2 separate regions of the Oryctolagus cuniculus genome follow, and region 1 is linked to region 2. Evidence: chromatin contacts called from public Hi-C data. All regions are on one chromosome and are shown on one strand. The core of a region is the stretch at or near the end of the contact, and the rest is flanking DNA. Distances in the headings are between cores, read along the strand shown.

Region 1 (6,699 bases), core at 2,532-5,031, 170 kb before region 2:
AGTGTGATAACACGTGAGTGTCATCTGCGGGAGCACATATAGTGTAGTTCTCTACTTCTATTCTTGGATGCTCAGATAAATCCACATGTTCCCTTCTACCTCATCAGCCCCTCCCCGAACCCCATGGTGTACCTCCCCATCCCCCAACTCCAGAGGCCTCTCCCGAGCTCTGTAACAACAGGAGGGGTGAGCCAGGTGCTCCCCGGCTGACTCCAGGCCAGAGATACACACTCTGGACACCACAGCCATGTGTGGGCAGGAAGTGTATATGTATTCGCTGACGACCTACACAGACAGGTAGATCTACAACATTAACAAAATCTAAAGAAAAACAGTGGTTCTGTTAGAGTCACTGGTGAACTGACTCAAAAGAATGTATCTTCGAGTCCAAAGCTAACACTGAAACAGAAAAAAATCTAAGATTTTCATTGCAATAGCTACACAGAATACCCCAGAATGCAATCAACCTCATCCTGGTACAGGGACAAGCTGCTTCCAACAAGCCCTGCATATCCACTCATTCCTCATCCACACTCTGGGTAGACTTACCACTTCTCTATCAGCCATCACAACTCCTGTTTTTATAGAAACAGACTTCAGATTGGCTCATGGTTTTGGAGTCAGATTTGCTAACAGGGTTTCTTGCCATACAGGAAGAGTTCAATTGTGTCCCCAGCTCCATAGGAGCTTCTCCCAGCTTCAGCAGGCCAGATCCCAACCACGCAGGCATTCGGGGAAGTTAAGCAGCAGGTGGAAGCAGGTTCTATCTCAAATAAATTTATTTTTTTTCTTGACAGGCAGAGTGGACAGTGAGAGAGAGAGACAGAGAGAAAGGTCTTCCTTTGCCGTTGGTTCACCCTCCAATGGCTGCCGCGGCCAGCGCGCTGCGGCTGGCGCACCACGCTGATCCGAAGCCAGGAGCCAGGTGTTTCTCCTGGTCTCCCATGGGGTGCAGGGCCCAAGCACTTGGGCCATCCTCCACTGCACTCCCTGGCCACAGCAGAGAGCTGGCCTGGAAGAGGGGCAACCGGGACAGAATCCGGCGCCCCGACTGGAACTAGAACCCGGTGTGCTGGCGCCGCAAGGCGGAGGATTAGCCTAGTGAGCCACGGCTCTGGCAAATAAATTAATTTTTAAAAAATCTTTCAGGACACACATCTCTGAAGTCTGGCATGTGTGTGCCATGCCACCTACATCAGGAGATGTGCTGTCATTTGCAATGGGGACACATCTGCAGATTTTAGGAGGGTAGCACACAGCCAAATTTTTACGTAAAATGTCCTAAATATTGTTGATCCCAAATTTAAATCAGGGCCCCCCCACACATACACTCCATTTTGAGATCACTATTTGAGGGCCCCTAAGAAGTGGAGCTATCTCAAGAGAGCTCCTGAGCAGTAAGTAGGCACCTTCCCCACCCCTCTTCACCAGGTTCAGCCATGCCCCATCCCAAGACAAAAGCCTCATCCTCCCGCACCACCCACTCTCCAGACGCCTTCTCCACACCCGCCCCGCTCCAAGTCCTTCTCCCAGGTCCAGCTGGTACAGAGCTATGGAGAGCCAGGATCTCTCCCCTCTCTAACACAAGGCCAAAGTGCATAACGAGACATGTGTAAACAGGTGGGCAAGCACACACACAGAAGACCATCTGCCTCTCTTTGCTTGGAGAAAAGGCCAAGTAACTCCTCATGGTGGAGAATGCAACACCCGACTCTTGTGCACAGAGATGGGTCTCATCTCTTACTGGGGACAGAGCCTAGGTGACAAATGTGCCAATGTGTTTTAGTCAGCCTATGGGTAGAGAAGCTGAAGGCTACACTTCCGGGGTCATTTTCCTGAGTGATTTGTGTTCAGCACATAATGTAACACACATGTTGGGTGTGGACAAGGGAGCAGGGCAGCCCATGACTATGCATTTTTTTTTGTCCTATATGCATGACCAAGGTGGGGTCCCACTGGGTCATTCATCTCTGGGGGAGGAGGGAAATGCGGCCTCATAATTACAACAAAAGCACTGTATGTGCTAGAAGCAGTCCTAAAATGGAAATTCTATTTTCAAAAGAAAAACAAAAATTAAAAAAAACCTTTTAAGTATTCAACCTCAACATGCAGACAGACCTCAGGAAAAGCTAGAGTGACTAAAAAAAATATATATGTAAGAGGCATGGTCTTTACAAGGTTGATTTTTTTGGGGAAAAAAAAATCTAAAGACAAATTAAGCCAAAACGTCAAATCCCATTATGTTCCATTGGCTCTGACAAAGATCCTCTACCTCTTCAATCCAGAGGATATGAAAGGAAAGTTGTAATGCATGCTTTGTCCTCCCATCGGGTTCCTTGTTCAGGGGTGTGTGATCTTCAAGGCTACCCTGCGGGATCCACTGTGGCACTGAACACCTACAGTACAATGTTCACAGGCCTCTGTACAAGAGGATGCCAACTACGCAAAGCTTTCTCTAAGTTTCAGAAAAATGTCACCGACACCGCGTTCCCACTTGCTGCCAGGTGGGTCCCTAACATTAAAGTTAGGTCTCCAAGTGATGATGAAACAGCACTGGTGATGAACCGAACAAGCAGTTTCAGATTTTCACACGTTCATTCTAACTTCACCTGGATGGGCGTAAAGAAATGAGTCACAGATAATGTGAGCGCTGTCTTGGCATCTCCTTGTCTGTGCTGCCGACTAAGACCAAACCTATCTGTTTTCTTCCTCTGGTGCCTCTATGGACAGACTGATGCAACAAAACGAAGGGCAACAGGAAACACGGCGTATGGTCCAGTGTCCAGCTCCCACAATGCCCTTCCCCAGGGGGCAGCACCTGCTCACACAATTGGGAAGATCCAGCATGCCAGTCAGGCAAATGTCTGCCCTTCAGGACAATGTTTCCCACTGTCCTGTCACCACAATGAAAACGACTTCCGTCTCCCTCATTTGCTCTACGTCTGCACTGAAAATAACTCCTCTCCCTGAACCTGCACACCTACAGCATAGACCCTCACCGCCCAGTGTAGAGCAGCCATCAGCGCGCTGCGACACCTGGCCTGTGCTGTAACTCGGGAGCCTCCGTGCTTCGAAAATGGAAAAGTACAAAGCTACAGCAACCCTCAGTTGCTTTGGGGAGGTGGGTCTGCCCACATTCCTGGTCAGGCAAGAGCACCATGCCTGGAAGGGCAAATAATTGAGCATTTTTACTTGAAAGCCTGTCCTCAGGTGAACTTGGCCCTCAGCTTCAGGTTCATCCAAAGAAGCATCAACAACAACCTAGACTCTGGAACCTTTGCGTTTTGCTGTCCTGGGTCAGTGATGAGAGTCCTGCCAGGTGCCCAGCCCCTTGAGATTTTTACCTTAAAGAGACAAGCACCCACCACAATCACCAGATTGCGCACGCATGTGCACGCACGCACACACCCACACCCACACACAGAGAGGAGACATCTGCACAAAATCACGGAGGGTTCGCGGTTCTGCAGACTCTCTACACTTGATCAAGAGTCTCTTTCAGGGGACCCTGCCCTTCAGGCATGAACTTCTGGGTGAATCACTCCCTACTGCTTCCTCCCCTCCCCCATGAAGCCACTAAAGGCCAGGAATTTCAAAGACTATTGTCATTCCATTCTCAGTTGTGGTTAATTCCTCTCCTCAGAGGGGATTCTGCCAGAGCCCCCGCAATGAGGCAGCGCAGCCCTATCAGCACAGGCTGTTCGGGTCCGGGAAGGCTGCCCTTCCTGTGGGAGGCCTGGCTCCAGGCCAGCTGGGTGACGACTGAGTGACAGGGCTACGTGCGCTCCGTGAGGGTGGCAGGCAGCCCACACCCGAGCACACCGCCTGGCAGGCTGGAAAGGGAACTGAACGCTGGGAGCCCTCCCTCCTCCCCCCATCAGCCCCGCAGTCACCAGGGGAAGCTTTCCCACAGAGGCTTCCCCTGAATTATAAAATCCGTGCAAGGCAGTCCAGCTCAGGGTGAAGGATATTAAAAAAGCAGGCATTTAACCACGTCCTTTCTAACGCCCTGCCTCCAGAGGTCCGCGGCTGCCAACTCCCTGCGACTCACGTAGCTGGCTGGCACTCGACACACCAAGTCCCCAGCAACTTCCTGGACGCTGGGAAGGTGAGCGGCGGCCATGTCCCCTGAGTCACTTTGCTCACTCTCCTCTGCAGTAGCCATGAACCCTGCCAGGTGTCCCGCCTAGAAGTTACCGTGTTTCCGCAGAAAAACAAATCCATCGGTCATTTTTCAAGCAACACGGGCCTGGGATTCCCACTACATAAACACCTTTGAGAAACCACCAGAGAAACAAAACTGAACCTGGAGCTTTCTCAAGGTTCCAAGCACAAGAGAGAAAACGAACACGCCTGGCTATGGGATTGTCGGAGACCTCAGTATGGTTGTCTTTAAATTTGCACCTGAAATTCAGCCTACAATATTTGAAGGATTCATGACAACTTAAATACAATGGTAAGACAAGACTTTACAAATGGTAACATAAAAAACTGGTTACCAATCAAAACATGTCATGAAAAGACACTCTGAAGTAATAGTGTTCAGACAGGAGGATCCTGCCCTTGACAGTTACCTGCTGAGTGAAGGAATAGCACAAGTGAAATTCAAGAAATCCAGTGGCCACAGTTACTTACTGAACAAACATGCTTACGGTGTCTACCGTGCAAGCCCAACACTGCTCTGTGTGCTCTACCAACCTTAACTCATCCACTCTTCTCATTGCCGGCACGAGGTGGAAACATTTCCCTTTCATAGACAAGCAAGCTGAGGCCGCAGGAGACTGGTTCACTTGGCCTGTTGAACCCAACTGCTCTCGCTGAAGAGCCTAAGGGAGGCCTCCACCACCAGTCACACTTGACCATGGCAGCTTAGCCAGCGTCTAACAGGAACCAGTTCATCTCCAGTCTATTTTCAAGAGAACTAAGGTCTTTAATTCTACTTGAAATATTCAACTCCCTCTCAGCTTGCCTCTCATCCTTTCCAAGGAAAATCATCAAATGCAAAAAAATTACAAAAATTGGAAGAAATGAATATGTTTGCTGTTAAGTCTGTGAACTGAAGCACCAAGGGGAGAATTTTAACAAAAGAAGAGGCAAAGGAAATTGACCTGGAATCCTACAGCCCAGCAGAGCTGTCCAGCTTGTTGCCTTTGCTGGGGTTATTCCCTCTCCAGGGCCAACCTCAAGCCCACCATAAAACCTGTGTCAAGTGGACTTGGTCAGCAGTCCACAGACTGCACAAGACTTGGCTGCTCTTCCCTCCCCAAGGCTCTGTGGGAGGAAGTCTGTGCCTCCCTCTCCCTCTCCCTCTCCCCTCCCAGGGCCTGCCTTTATTAGCTCAGGTCAACACTTGTTTCAGAACCAGAAGATAGATAGCCAATTAAATAAAATTTTTTAAAGGAAATACAAAAGTGCACTTCCCCTGGGAAGGAGTAGCACCGGGCACAGGAATTCCAGGGATGAGCTAAATTTTCCTTATTCCTGCACAACACTTGCCCAGAGACATCTCTCCTGCCAGCAGTGAACATGGGCCACAGCACTTTCTGCAGCCCCGTTAGAATTCACTGGGTACAGACTCACTGGGGTTCAGAGCAGGTGTGAGATCCAGCAGACCCGCTGTTGGAGGGGGAGAAAGTAAAGGGCTCTTCTGGGGGGAAAATGGTATGGAAGCAGTGCTGTTGCTTCCACTAGACCTTCATCTCCGAGACAACACAACAAAGGCTTGTGTGATGATTCTCTTGCCTTACCCAACAAGGCTCCCACCCTGAACTGGGAAACCAAAGCCCTCCAAGTGGGAAACAGGTAGGCGGCAGCCGCGGGCTCACCCTTATCGAATCATACCTCTGACTCCAACTGAGCTGGATTCAATTCCTTAGTCACATTTTCCCACAAAAAGCCCTACGCCCCAGCCTTCTCCAACTCTGACAGCCATCTTACCCTAGAAGGCTTCGGGGTGGCGCTCACAGGTGACACATAATAGATGCTCATTAATGAGACTCCCCAGCCGGCAAGGCACTGTGATCCAGTTTGTGCTTATCAAAAATCATTGACTGGGTCCTTCAACTCACACTCCTTACTGTTGGGTACAAGTAGAAGGGGCTGGCATTGTGGCGCAGCAGGTTAACCCACCTCCTGCAACACCTGCAGGAACTGGTTCAAGTTGCAGCAGCTGCACTTCTGATCTCGCTCCTTGTTGGTGCCTGTGGGAAAGCAGCTGAAGATGGCCCAAGTGCTTGGGCCCCTGCTGCCCACGTAAGAGACCCAGATGGAGTTCCCCGCTCCTGGCTTCAGCCTGGTCCAACCCCTGGCCACTGCAACCACTTGGGGAGTAAACCAGAAGATGGGATATTCTCTCTCCAACCCTGCCTCTCAAATAAATAAAATATTTTTTAAAAAGGTAAAGAAGCAATATCCCATAGTAATGAACAAAGCTATTTCTCCCCTTTCATTCCCCACAAGAGGAGATCACTTTCAAATTTTGCTCCAATCCTACTTATGGCAAATTGAATTTATTGGTGAAATAACAGAAAAGTTACACATGTGTGTAAGTTTGACATGTTGTAGTTTTCTCAAAATTTCCCAATTGAGGAAAAAATACTTGTATTTTTTAGTTTTATCAACGAATAATCTCAGATTTCATCAGATGAACTCTGATGTTCTTGAGACCAGAGAGGCTGGTCTCAAACCATCCCTATTTAG
Region 2 (7,486 bases), core at 3,182-5,681:
TTCCCACTTGTCCTGGCAGGAATATGCAAGTGAATCTGTAAAAGGCATCACCCATCATTTTTATTCACTCAGATGGTAACTCACTATTCTGTTCTGTATCTTGAGGTTTTGTTTTTTTTTCCCACTTAATGTACTTTACAGATCATTCCACACCACTACACAAAGAGCTCCAAAATCTTGTTTTATGATGAGTAGTAATCTGTTACATTACGTAGCATCATTTGTCTAACCACTGTCCCATAGATGATCATTTCTGTTATTGTCAATTTGTATACTACAAACAATGCTGCAATGACTAATCTTATTCATAAGTGATTTTGACATATAGGCATATATATATATATATAATTTAACAGAAGCTGTTAATAGAATATTTATTATAATATTTATAAATGCAATTGCTGAGTTGAAAAGAATGGATATTTGTAGTTTGGATACATATTGCCAAACTGCCAACCCATGTCACTTAATGCGATATCCTTTGCCCATTTTATACTCAGTGGTTGGTCTTTATCTTATTAATTAGGTAGCAATGAGTCACAGATCTGTTACCCAGTTTGCTATGCACTTTTGATCTTGTATATGGTCGTTTTTGCATGCAGACATTTAAAAAAACAAGGTAGAACTTTATGATCTTTTAATTTATGACTTGTAATTTGTGTCATGCAGTAAAAGATTTTCCTCAGTCATGAATCACAACCAAAACAATCCTTCATGATTTATTTCCACGTTTTTACTTTCACTTTTTAATTTAAAATCTCTGACCCACCCATCTGGAATCTTTTTGGCAAGGTGTGAGGCTGACTCTATTGTTATAACTCGTTACCCTGTTGTCCAAAAAACATTAATAAAACATCTAGCTTTCTGCACGGATGTGCAATAAGTCTCTTATCATGTGCTAACTCCCTCTCTGTATTTGAGGCAGCATCTTGATTTTCTACTCCACATAACGCTCTATTCACGTGCCAATGACACCTGTTTTAACATTTTTAAAACTTGAGTCAATCTCATTGCGTTTAAATTTCTGAAACTTTATCTCCCAGGAGTGACTTTTCCTTTGGGTCAGAAGTCCAATGGAAACAGTCTTCCTGTCTGTGTGTGACAACTTTGCTCACTTTCCTTCAAATAGATCTCAACCAGATTTTCCAAGAAGAGAAATTTAGTTTCTGCCACCTGAGTGGTAGAGTTGAATACATGAAATAAGCTGGAGCTTATACAGCGAAGACCGTGAGAGCACAATGTTGGACTTTCCCAGATCCTAGTGCACAGCTCACCAGGCACATGCTCTTTCATTTCTAAAACCGCCACTTCAAAATCGAGTTATATTTAAGAGAGACTTACATAGGGCAAGTTATTTCAGAGAGCATATTTTTGGCTACAAGTCACAGAAAGCAGTCAAACCGCCTCAAAAGACAAAGACATGCATGGATTTGGGACAGCTCCCAAGGGGGAGTTGGGTAGGCAGATTCACGGCCAACCCTGTCATTACAGACTCGGGCTGTCACCTTTCTCTCTGCCATTCTCGGGCATGGGTTCCATTCTCGGGTGGGTGGCAAGATGGCTTCTGCATTTCCAGCTGTGTTCTCTAGACCTGACAACACCCTGAGAAAGAAGAGAAAGCGTCTCTTTTTGTTCACTGTCTTAGGAGCAAGGAAACAGTTCTTAGAAAATTTCCAGGTCTCCTGGGTTGAAATTAGATCCCAGTGGAAAGAACGGGTCATCAAAGAAGGAGGTACCTTTCTCTGAAGGGAGGAGAGAACTTCCACTTTGGCCATGGCCTTGTCTAAATATGATCAGAGTCAGTGAACTCAGGGGGCTTCCATAGCCTTGGCAGCTCATGACAAGAGCCTAGGGTGATTACTGATGCCATAAACAAGAGTGTCAATTTGTTAAGTCAACAACAGGAGTCACTGTGCACTTACTCCTCATGTAGGATCTTTGTCCTTAGTGTGCTGTACATTGAGATTTAATGCTATAACTAGTACTCAAACAGTATTTTTCACTTTATGTTTCTGTGTGGGAGCAAACTGTTGAAATCTTTACTTAATGTATGCTAGACTGATCTTCTGTATATAAAGAGAAACGAAAATGAATCTTGATGTGAATGGAAGGGGAGAGGGGGAGGGAAAGGGGAGGGTTTCGGGTGGGAGGGACGTTATGGGGGGGAAGCCATTGTAATTCATAAGCTGTACTTTGGAAATTTATATTCATTAAATAAAAGTTAAAAAAAAAGAAAGAAATTAGGCGACATCACCATTCTTGAATCAATCTCTGGCAAGGAAATGCGAATTCCCTGACGACAATCAGACCCATTCCTGCACTAGGGGAGGGCGAGTTTCTGCTAAACCACTTGACTGGAAGAGAATGGATACTGGCACAGAGCAGGGACTGCGGTAGTAATGGAGATCAGTGATAGACACTGATGAGGAGTCTGGCCCATACTCCTCTCTCATTCCTTCTCCTGGCTTCTTTCCCTTACCAGACATCCAAAAGCATCCTCCCTCCCACCTACTAAGTATTCACATATATTCACTACAAACTCATTGATTCTATAAACATTTATTGAACTCACAATATATGCCCAATATTGTGTGCAAAGATCTGAAGATCACGCAGAGGGAAAACAGGGATTCTGATCTCTGCAACTTAAAGCAGAAAACTGTGAAATTCCACAGTGTGGTTAAATATACTACATACTAATAGTACTTTAGTATGTAGTACTACAATCTATAGCATAAAGGTGCTTTGGAGTTCTAAAGGATGTTGAACTTCAGGAGGCAGAATAGAACAAGCAAGGAAAATTCCAGTTGAACTTTAAAAGATGAGTAGATAAGCAAGGGAGGACATCCCCGGCAGGGAAGAGGGCTCAGAAGGCACTGGGATGGCTCAGGTAGCTGTTTTCTGAATGTCAAGTGTAAAGGCTAACAGGGCGGCGAGGTGCTGTTTTGCTCCGGGTATGAGTGCACCCTCCACAGAGAGACTCTACACCTGGTAAAGAACCTTCGTTTGCACTCTTCAAGGCCATCACAGGGGACACCATCCGGAGGAAGCTCTGGCAGCAGTTCAAGCTCATTGTAGCATTCAAACAGAAACAGCAGATTATTCATGAACTTCCTGGAGTTTCAGACCCCGTGTCAAAGGCCTGTAAGTCTTCCTTTCACCTCACAATCAAACTTCTTGCAAAAGTAATCTGCACTTACCATCTTCTTCACCTCCATTCCATCCACAACCTCAGTATACCGGTGCTGATAACATGCTAATTGTTCCTGCTGAGGCTGCTCAGAGAGGGTGGGGGGCCTGAGTGATTGTAGGACACAAAACCAGACCATCACTGACAAAAAGGACTTTCCCACATGCTACCTTCTAACCACACTGAACGATTAGAAATTCACTAACTACCTTAATTAATACCTACAGAGGCTCCAGACACTGTGGTTTCCTTCTCCTGCAGCCATATGAAATGAAACACAATCCTAAATCATAACTTTTTCCATAAGAATTTCAACTATTTTGAAGTATTAAATCCTTTTAAAAAAAGAAAAAAGTTTGCTTGCTCGCTCCCTCTCTCTCCCCCTTCCTGCCTCTCCAAATGTCCTTGCTTTGTTGTTTGAATACATGCCTGGCCTACCAGTTGGATAGTCCAACAATAAACACATTCATATCTTGTTTGTAGCAGGTTGAATGGCGTTCCCCTCCCCCAAAGATATGGTGACCCAGAACCTCAGAATATGACCTTATTTGGAAGACAGGCCTTTAAGAAATGTAACTGACAGTAAGGATTTTAAGATGAGCTCATCCTGGATTAGGGTGTGCCTTAGTTCAACGACAAGAGACAGAAGCAGCAAACACAGAGACAGCAGGGAGAAGGCCCTGGGAAGAGTGAGGCAGAGACTGAAGCAATGTGTCTGCTAGCCAGGGAACACTGGGGATTGCTGACGGAAGCAGAAGTTTGGAGAGAGGCCTGGAACTGTTCCTTCCCCCACAGCCTGCAGAAGGAATTGGCTCTGCTGACACCTTAAGTTTGGACATGTGGCCTCCAGAGCTGTGAGAAAACTGATCTCCTGTTTTAAGCCACGAAGTTTGCAGCAATTTGTTATGGCAGCCCTAGAAAATAAGACAGGATTCCATAACCGCTTGCATTAAAATCAGGGGACTGGGGATTGTAAGAAAAGGAAACTATCACAGGAAGAGGAGAATTTTGAGGAACCAAATCTCAAAGGATCCTGAGATCAGGAATTACAGCTTCCTGCTTCCTGCTCCTGCTCCTGCTCCTGCTCCTGCTGGAGCTAGAACCCAGGGTTGGGAAGGGAAGTGATTTTCCAACCCCCAGTCACCTACATGCCCTCAGGCTGGCTTTCTCTATGATGCAGCCCTGTTCCCTTCCAGCATCCTCGCTCCTGGCTGGTTTCTCTTCCCTTGTACACCTCTGGATGCACACTGATCAGTGAGTTGGCCTCAACATCAGTTCCTCCCATGGAACCGACTTTAGTTTTCAGCATCTCAACTACAAATTTCTGCAAATGGGATTGACTCAGTTTAGAGTTAATCCGAGAGATGGGCCCCTGGCAGCACCGGGTGCCCATCTGGAGCTCGGTCACAGTGTATGAGAGGTGCAGTCCCACAATCTAGAGCAGTGCCCCTCCCACAGGCTGTGTGCTGGCTTTCCCCAGCAGAGGCCGCAGGTGGGCAGGCCACGCGTGGTCCCTCGGCTGCCATGTGGTCATCTCTCTGGCTCCCTAACTAGACTGTGAACTCCCTGAAGGCAAGAAACTCTATCTTATCACTTGGTCTTATCTAGTTTCGACAACTAACGCCAAGTCTCAGTGCCTGAGACACAGCAACTATTCAAAATAAATTTAATACAAAGTAATTTAGTGGAGCTTCATAGAACCCTGTCTATTCAGTAGACCAAGCGAAAGGTCAAGGTCCATAGTGCTGCTCTATTCTTTCCTGACAAAGTAGAAATGTTAAAGCTGGCTTCCTCCCCTTAGCTCATTGTTATAAATAGCAAAGAGACTATCTCTATGTAGTATTTGATAAAGCAGCACTGGCAGATCCGCACATCCTCCCCAAGGTCCATGCTCAGTGTATAGGAGATAAATAGCTCCCTGACCCACGTTATCTCTGCTGCTACCTAAACCCCGTAATCCTTTGGCCTCCCCTAAGATCCTCTTTGACAGAGAGCTCAGGCAAGGATGTTGTTGGGCTATTTTTTTGCCTCTACTCATGGGTTTTCCTTTTCTTCTTTTCTAAAAGAATGAATTTTTTCCCTGAGAGAAGATCTTATAGTGACAAAAACAATCTGATGGGGAAATCCAATGGAAGCTTCTTGCAGGGGCCTGCTTAGCTTCCAGAAACTTTGCTTTCGCTGGTCCTGGTTTGTTGAAGACATTTCTGGGCTCTAACATTCCCAGAGTTCACTGCACTGCACCAGGGTCTCTTGGCAATCAGAAATGAAGGCTTGGAAGGATAGAGACTTATGTCATCAAAGGGCTCAGAAAGTACGGAGAGCTCTGCTGGGCCATTGCACAGAGAGGGCCCAGGAATCGTAAGAAACACATCAGCGTGAAATGTGTCAACCATCAGGGCTAAAATCCCATGAAACCACACTTGTCCCCCTTGTGGGGCAAAGACGATCATTACACGCAGACGCATTGAGTCACGGACAAGAGAGGAGAGAGGACAATTCCTAAAACTAGGTTCTTTCTTCCAAGTCAGGAAGCCCCCTGGTTCATCTGAAGGCACTAATTCCCCCAAATTATTATACCAGGTCCAAGGGAGAGCTGTTAGAAAGGGAATATCTGAATAGAGTCTATGATATGCCCTCTAAGGGCATGCACTTGCCTGATTCCTTCCAGGATGAATTAAAGTGCAGAAATTAAGTACAATAATTTGTCTCCAAACTATATCTGTTTCTCAGTGTAAGACTGATCACCTCGTATCTCCCTTGCCTGCACCTGCACAGGGCACTGGGTGCTGCCAAAGGGTGGCGTACATTGTAGACTCCCATGCAAGGGGAGACATTACTGCAACGCACATTCATGCTTGCATGGCCACACCCACAAGAGGCATATACATGGTGCCCTTGCTCAGAAAGGCAGAAGATCCAACTCCCCAGCAACCAGTGCCCAGTTCCTTGATGGCTGGATTTCCAAAGAGCTGATGTCCCTGCCTGGTATTATCAATGTGCTTACTTCTTCTGGTATTGGCATCCCCCATGCATCAGTGAATAGCTAAGGGAAGCTGGGGTCCCCTGCAAGGGGACAAGGGATGACAGCCAGGGTCATCGTTAGGTGCTCAGTAACTGTGAGTGAGTAGACAGCATGAGTGAATGAATGGGGCCCCTGGACAGTTGGGCCATCCTTAGGACCAAATCAGCACCCTGCTCTGGAGCCTTGCACATTTAAGGCTCGGAGCATGAAATCTCTCTTCACTGGGAAATTAGCTTTCTACCCCCACTCACCCCTTCCACAATTCTCTTCCCTGGTGAAAGCTTCCAGCCAGGCCAGACAGTGCCGTACCTACCCCAGCTCACTTCTCAATCATTCATTCACTCATCCAACAAGCATTCACAGGCACCTACTGTGTGTCAGTCATTGTGCCAACTCAGGAAGTGTAGGGGATGCCAGGCACAGGCTGCTTGCCAGCCCCTGCTGGAGAGAGGATGGGAGCTGTCTCCATCCTCCCACGCCAAGTAGGCTGCTCACACCCCCGCCTCTTCACACGAGCACTCCACCTCTATTTGCTCTTTGAGGCCACACCCTAGTGGAGCAGTGGCTCAGGAAATCTCTGTCCTTTCACTTGCATTATAGGATTTTTTTTTTTTTTAAATGCAGCAGCAGCAGTTACGGCAGTAGTCTTAGCTTCCAAGAATCCCTTGGCTTCAACTAATATTTACATGTATTTGCATTTCCTTTGTACACACCAACGGAGAACGGTGCAGAAGGGTTTTGCCAGGGAATGAAAATGCTTTCTGGGCCAATCCTCAAAGTGCTAGTCCAATAGCCAATTTAAAAATATCTAGAAGCAACGTAGCTCAAATCCAGGTGATCCCTGTACCCCCCCCCCCCGCCCGCCCGCCCTCCCCCCGCCCCGTTCCTTCGCTGGCCTGGGCACCTGTTTGAGCCAAGCTGTGGGCAAGCTCTATTTTGTCTCAGTTTTACAGACACTGGGGATTTTCTTTAGCCTGCAATTCTTCAGGTTTTGGCCATTCTCAGAGAACTCTGTGGGCACCCTCTGGTGGCTGATTGGAAATTTCACCTGCAAAAATCACAACTGAGCAGGGACAGCTTACTCTGGCAGTCGGGCACTCTGGGTGGGTGGCAGACATTGTTACGTGGCTTGCTGTAGTTGGGACCACATCTTTCAACACGTGGTACCTGCCGTTGAGGCGGGGAAACCCGGCAGCTTCGAAACCCTGCCAGGAGGACAGGTGCGTTGCAGACAGCACAGAGCCCAGGAGCAGGGCGTGACTTGTGGACTGAGC

Evidence for each region. Hi-C and Micro-C count contacts between places; a contact is called where the count stands out from the background.
Region 1: a contact with region 2 is called in a Hi-C map of embryonic fibroblasts, with 4 times the contacts expected there. The contact joins two enhancer-like sites. A contact is called at or near these places in 5 of 6 Hi-C or Micro-C datasets (ear pinna, embryonic fibroblasts, psoas muscle and 2 more).

Annotation. Positions count from the first base shown.
Region 1 is chr12:41,524,008-41,530,706 of mOryCun1.1, reverse strand. All of the region lies in intron 1 of EGLN3 (egl-9 family hypoxia inducible factor 3), which reads right to left. Among named protein-coding and RNA genes, the nearest start is that of EGLN3, 16 kb to the right of the region's middle. Within about 2 kb of position 3,781, at least 3 of the 8 cell types and tissues checked have an H3K27ac peak or open chromatin away from gene starts, as enhancers often do.
Region 2 is chr12:41,354,621-41,362,106 of mOryCun1.1, reverse strand. No RefSeq gene overlaps it. Among named protein-coding and RNA genes, the nearest start is that of EGLN3, 150 kb to the left of the region's middle. Within about 2 kb of position 4,431, at least 2 of the 8 cell types and tissues checked have an H3K27ac peak or open chromatin away from gene starts, as enhancers often do.